Linked DNA regions of Sus scrofa: region 2 is linked to region 1. The links are chromatin contacts, called in public Hi-C maps. All regions are on one chromosome and are shown on one strand. Each heading gives the region's core, a stretch centred on a gene start, on an enhancer-like site or on the middle of the called end of the contact. The rest is flanking DNA. Distances are from core to core; before and after follow the strand shown. Region 1 holds the start of OVOL1 (putative transcription factor Ovo-like 1). Region 2 holds the start of EHBP1L1 (EH domain-binding protein 1-like protein 1).

Region 1 (2,700 bases), core at 141-2,640:
GGGGTTGGGGAGGACAGGACAGAAGGAGAAGGAGGAAGATGGAAACAACTGGGATTACTCATACAAGTTGATGCCGACGCTGTCAAAGCGTCTTCCGAAAATAACTGGGCACACCAGCTTCCACCCGGCCCGGCCCCCTGGCTGGGCGGTGGGCTCCTTAAAACCTCTTTTAGCTCAAACGTATCCTCTGTAAAGTTGAAAGAGATGCATTTCTAACAGGGCTAGTGGGGCGCAGCCGGGCGCCTGCCCTGCGGTCTCCACGCTCCCCACTGCCGGGAGCTCTCTGCTGGCGCGACCCTCACTGTGACCTTCTGGCCACCAAGGTTGGGGGTCAGAGAGATCAACGCAGGTGACTTCAGCTCTAGGCCTTCTCTTACATTTTGCACAAACCACGGCCGAAACTCCAGCTCGCTCCCTGCACCTCCCCAAAGTGGCATCGCTTCAGTGCCCTCCTCCCGCCTCATAAAAGTCCGGGGTTTCTGGATTTACGACGCGAGAGTTGGAGGGTCGCTTGAGTAGTGACACACCCCGTTGCCTCGCCTGTGCCACGGCGCGGGCCGGTGGCGGGGAGGGCAGCACCGCGCGGGCCCGCGCCCCTCGGACCCGCCTGCCCCCTGCCCGACCGCCTGGGAACCGCTGTCGTCCCGCACTTGGCGGCCCCCGCCCCCACCTGCCGGCTCCTTCCGCCGGCCCTGCCCTCCCCACCCCACCGCCCCCGGGGTTGGCCGCGCCGCGGGCTAACGGGGCCGCGGCCGCTTAAACATTAAATCGGGCGCCCCAGCTGCGCTGGCCGCCCGGCTCCGCGCCACTGCGCCCCGCACGCCGGCCCCCTCGTCGGGGCCCCGCCGCCCGTTCGGGGCGCGGGCCTCGGGGTGCACGGGCCCGGCGCCTCACCTGGTACGTAGATCTCGCCACGCTCCTCGTCGGGGAGCTCGCTCCAGTTCCGTTTGCACGTGGAGACGCACGGCTTCTTCACCAGAAACGCGCGGGGCATTTTTGAACCTTCCTCGCCGGGCACCGGCCGCTTCCGTAACTAGAGCCGGAGCCGTCCCACCTTTCCCGGGCCGGGCTGGCGGCGGCGGGCGGCGGCGGCGGGGAGGGGGGGGCAGGTCGGGAAAGGTGTCGCCGAAGCGTCCCGCGTTCCGCCGGGAGGACGTGCCTGGGACGGCGCGCGCCCGTTTCAACTCCGCGGAGCTGTCGCGGTCCTCCGTCCGAACGAGGTTGCCTTGCAGCCAGGTGCACCGGGCGGCGACGGAAGCGGCAGGTAAGCGTCTCCCGGCGCGACTGGCGTCCTCCGCGGCCCTCGGGAAGTCTTAAAGTGCGAGCCGGCCGGACGGGTTCACGCTTTATTGGCTCGCGGCGGTGTGTGTTGGTGGCTGGGGCGGGGAGGGGGGTGATCCGAGCTAATTAGCTTGGAGTGGCCTGGGAGGCGACGGCGCATGCGTTGGGAAATAACGGTGGCAACCCACCTATTTGTTACCTGTCGAACCGGTTTCCATTCCGCTGCCGGTGAGGTGGCCTCGCGGCCTGGGCGGGGTGGCGGGGTGGCCGGGCGGGGGCGGCGGGGGGGGGCAGGCGGAGGGCACCCAGCACCCCGCTGCCCTGCAGGACCTCCCAGCGGGAGTGCCAGCGCTCGTCAACCGGAGTTTCGGAGGGAACAGAGGAGGGGAGGGAGGGAGGGAGGGGCAGGGGCAACGTTACTTGGTGCTCGCAGGCTCCAAAGGGTGATGAAACTCGCCGGACTGGGCCCGGCGCGCCCCGGGCGCCTGGGGAGGCGCGAAGCCGTCGGGCGGGACTGGGCGGCCCGGTCCACACTTGTTGAACCGGGCCTGAGCCCAGGCGGCCCCGGGTCCCAAAGGCCTGGCTGAGCAATTCGTGGTTCAGCCCAGAGGTATTTGCTGGTCGCCGGCTCCGTGCGGAAAGGCACGCGGGGCCGCAGGAGCGCTCAGGCCGGCAGGCGGGCAGGCCCCGCCGCAATACGAAGCGGAGAGCGCCCGCCCGACCAGGGGCCGAGCCCTGCCGGGAGCCTGCCTTCTGGCGGGGTGAGTACGGAAGGCTTAGTGGAGGAAGGCGCGTTTAAACCGCTGAGTCCACCGTGATCCCCAAAGACCCCAGCGCTTTAGTCATGGGGGTTTGTACCCCCCACCAAAGTCCTCATCAGATTCCCAAATGGCCGGATATCAGGTACAGCAAGACTGGAGGTGAGCAGAGGACAGAGGACCCAACTTACTTGGCCTGGCTCCACAGAGCTCCTGCTTTACCCCCACAGCCCAGCCTCGGCTGAAGACCCCTCCCTCCAACCATTCACCGCCCACTGCGCAGTCCCCAGGCCCAGCCTCCTGGAGGGAGGTCCCGCCCACCACAGAAGCTGAGAAGTGCTTGGTGGCCTCCAGTGAGACACAGTAACTGAGTCTACAGCCACTAGGCTTCTCTTCCCAGCTGATCTGAAAAGGGCAGGGATGGGACCCCTTCCTCTTTTTAGCCCTCCTCCCTCCCACATGTGAAATAAACTAATATTTCAGAGTCACTGCTACACATTCCTGTCTCACGTATTAAATATTTGCTGGGACGGATTAGGAGGAAATGAATCTGGTAAATAAATTCACTCAGTTCAAAAGTCCGAGTCAAGGAGTTTCCATCGTGGCGCAATGGTTAACGAATCCGACTAGGAACCGTGAGGTTGTGGGTTCGATCCCTGGC
Region 2 (2,700 bases), core at 51-2,550, 140 kb after region 1:
GCAGTTTCCTAGCCTGGGCTGCCGGCAAAAAAGCCCAGGAGGTTCTGCCCATCCCCTCTGACTCAGACACGCTGACACTGCCCAAACTCTCAGCCGGCTCTCCAGGACCATGCCCAGGGTCCCCCTGGCCTCATCAAGAATGCTGGGGCACAGGGCAGAAGCCATAGGCCAGAGTTCAAATCCCAGCTCTATGCCGTGTTATTCCAGCCTGCCTCTCTCCTTTCTGGGTCTTGCCGAATGGTATGAACCACCCTCAGGCCTAGTCAAGACCAGGGATGTGACAGCTGCCCAAGGGACCTCAGGCCTCCTGCTCCCTCCCCTCCCCTTAGACCCCCTGGTCCCTTCCTGTCCTTCCTCTTGGGAGCCTAAATTTAGCCCCGCCTGGCCCCGCGGGTGAGGCCCCCACAGCTGTGCCCTAATCCAGCCAAGGGAAGCTGACACCAGCAAGCACGTATATTTAGGGTGTGACGCAGGGGCCTGGGCAGCTGCGGGTGGGGGCATGGGAGATGCCCCTGGGCCCCGTGGCAGTCCGGGAAGGTCCTGCTGCCCCTCGCGTATCTCCCCTCACCTCACCACCTGGCCTTCCCCAGGCTCTCTGCTCCCCGACCCACAACCTCCCAGGCCCTCAGGCCCCTTTAAGCTGCTCCCCGCCTTCCTCCCTCCCCATCCTTCCCAGCGCTCAGTTTCCCCTTTTAAGGATATTGTGGAGACAGAGCCAGCCTCCCAGCGCCCACTGTGGTTCCAGGGGCGGGTGGTTCCTCTGGTTCAACAAATGGGCAGGGGGAGAGGGGAGCTGGTCTAAGGTCCCTGGAGTTTTCTGTCCCGGCCCCTCCACCCGCAGGCCTCAAAACTTGCTCCCTTGTCGGACGCCACCCTGAACCATCCCTCTGGCCGAAAACGTGAGGCCTCCCTTCCCCCAGCCGTGAGCGCGGCTGAGGGAAGTGTGGGCGCAGACAGGTTCTCAGGCCTCCACTCCCAAGGCTGCCCACACCCCCCAACAGTGGGGAGCCGGGAGGCTGCAAGGGCACCGCTCAGTGCTGGGGCACCAGGGCCCAGGCTGGGGGTCGGGGGCCTCTCTGGCCCCTGGGCTGGGGGCAGGGTTCTCCGAGAGGCGGATGGGGCCCCTGGCGGACTGGGGGGTCCCCCAGGCCTCCCTCCCACTCACCATTTCTTGGTGCACTCCACCACCAGCTCGTGGTAACAGGCCACAAACTGGAACTTGGCGGCCCGCTTGCCCACGCGCTGCAAGCGCTTCCACACGGAGGTCATGGCCCCACAGCCCCCGCCGCCCGCTCCTCAGATCCCGGGCTCCCGCCGGCCCGCGACCGCTGGCCCGGCCCAGGTCCCCATGGCCTCCCAGGCTCCCGTCGGCGCCGCCCGCCCCGTCTGTGGGGACGGATCGGAGGCGCGGGCCGGGGGCCGCTCTCCCCGCCGCCGCCGGTGCCCGCCGGGGGGTCTGGCTGCGTCAGCGGGGTCGTCTGGGGCGCGTCGGGTCGCTGGAGCGCAGAGCGGCGAGCGCGCCGTTTCCTGGAGCCGCACCCCCGTCGGAAGGCCAGGCGGGCGGGGCTCCGGGGGGGCGGGCGCGGGGGGCGGGGCGGCCCGGCTTCCGGGGCCTCGCGCGGCGGGCGCGTGGGGGCGGCGCGTGGCGGGGGGTGGGGGCGCGAGGGGGCGGCCTGGACCGCAGCGCCTCCGGCCCGCGCGCCGACGAGGTGTGGAGGCGCGCGCGGGCCGGGGCAGGAGGCCACCCGCAACCGGTGCCGCCCTCGCCAGCGCTGCCCCGGCCGCCTCCCTTCCTGCCCGCAGCGCGGCGAGGTGCTCAGTGGTGGCCCGGTTTCGCAGGCCGGGGAAAGAGACCCAGAAAGGAGAAGAGACTTGAAGGGTGCCAGTGGGCCGGGCCAGAGCCCACTGGCCTCAGCGCTGGGGAGGCCGGCTCCTGCTGCCACCGCGTCTTAACCGGAGCAGGAAGGAGCAGAGGCAGGGGCCGGCCCGGGCGCCCTACCTGTGGGCAGCACCCACTGGCCAGGCTCAGGACCTGCGTCTTCAGCTGTCAAGTGGGAAGGTGTCCCACCGTCCGCACACGGCTGACTTCCAAGTGTGTGACCTTGGGCAAAGGACGAGCACCCGGGGCCTCAGTTTTTACCTCTGTTCAACAGGGATAATTATAGTTTCTCGCTTCACATCATTGAGAACCAAACCTTGGGAAGCATTTTGTGTGGAGCCCGACTGATGTTGCCAGGTCTTATTAAACGAAATCCGTTATCACTGTCGGAAAGAGTGTGTGTTTACCCTCCCTCCCCTGGGGCGTTAACCGCTCTGTTCACACCTAGATTAGAGCCCTTATCACCTGCGCAGCTGCCCGTAGGGTAATGAGCCGTGGCAGGTGTCTGGCCCAGAGTTAGATCTGCCACAGGGATCTAACACCAGCCTGTTCCCTGTGCCGGTGCGAATGTTCTGCGAGGTTCGTGAATGGACAGAAACCCGGTTCTTGATCAATACTAGGTTTCAGCAGGAAGTCTGGTCTGCCAGAAGTGCCAGCTGACTGTGTCCAGGAGACAAGTGACTGTGCAGCAGGCGTGGGGACGAGCAGCTGGTAAGCCTCACTGAGCAACCTGAGGTTCTTTTCTCTTGCTTTCAGTAAGTTGTGGGGTGTTGTGTGTGTGTGAAGGCAAATAAGCAGGCTTCTTCCGGGGGGACCTGACA

What was found. Hi-C and Micro-C count contacts between places; a contact is called where the count stands out from the background.
Region 2: a Hi-C map of epiblast stem cells shows a contact between it and region 1, with 2.2 times the contacts expected there. The contact joins the promoter of EHBP1L1 here to the promoter of OVOL1 in region 1. A contact is called at or near these places in 4 of 5 promoter capture datasets (fetal liver, liver and skeletal muscle), 6 of 47 Hi-C or Micro-C datasets (embryonic fibroblasts, epiblast stem cells, heart right ventricle and 3 more) and 2 of 2 datasets of contacts at active chromatin or transcription factors (alveolar macrophages and skeletal muscle).

Annotation. Positions count from the first base shown.
Region 1 is chr2:6,537,602-6,540,301 of Sscrofa11.1, forward strand. It overlaps OVOL1 (putative transcription factor Ovo-like 1), which reads right to left and starts at 1,391. Exons shown (of 4, transcript XM_003122528.4): 1 at 895-1,391. The coding sequence starts at 994. AP5B1 (AP-5 complex subunit beta-1) reads left to right here and starts at 1,183. Exons shown (of 3, transcript XM_021082823.1): 1 at 1,183-1,264.
Region 2 is chr2:6,677,421-6,680,120 of Sscrofa11.1, forward strand. EHBP1L1 (EH domain-binding protein 1-like protein 1) reads right to left here and starts at 1,301. Exons shown (of 18, transcript XM_021082847.1): 1 at 1,166-1,301. The coding sequence starts at 1,269.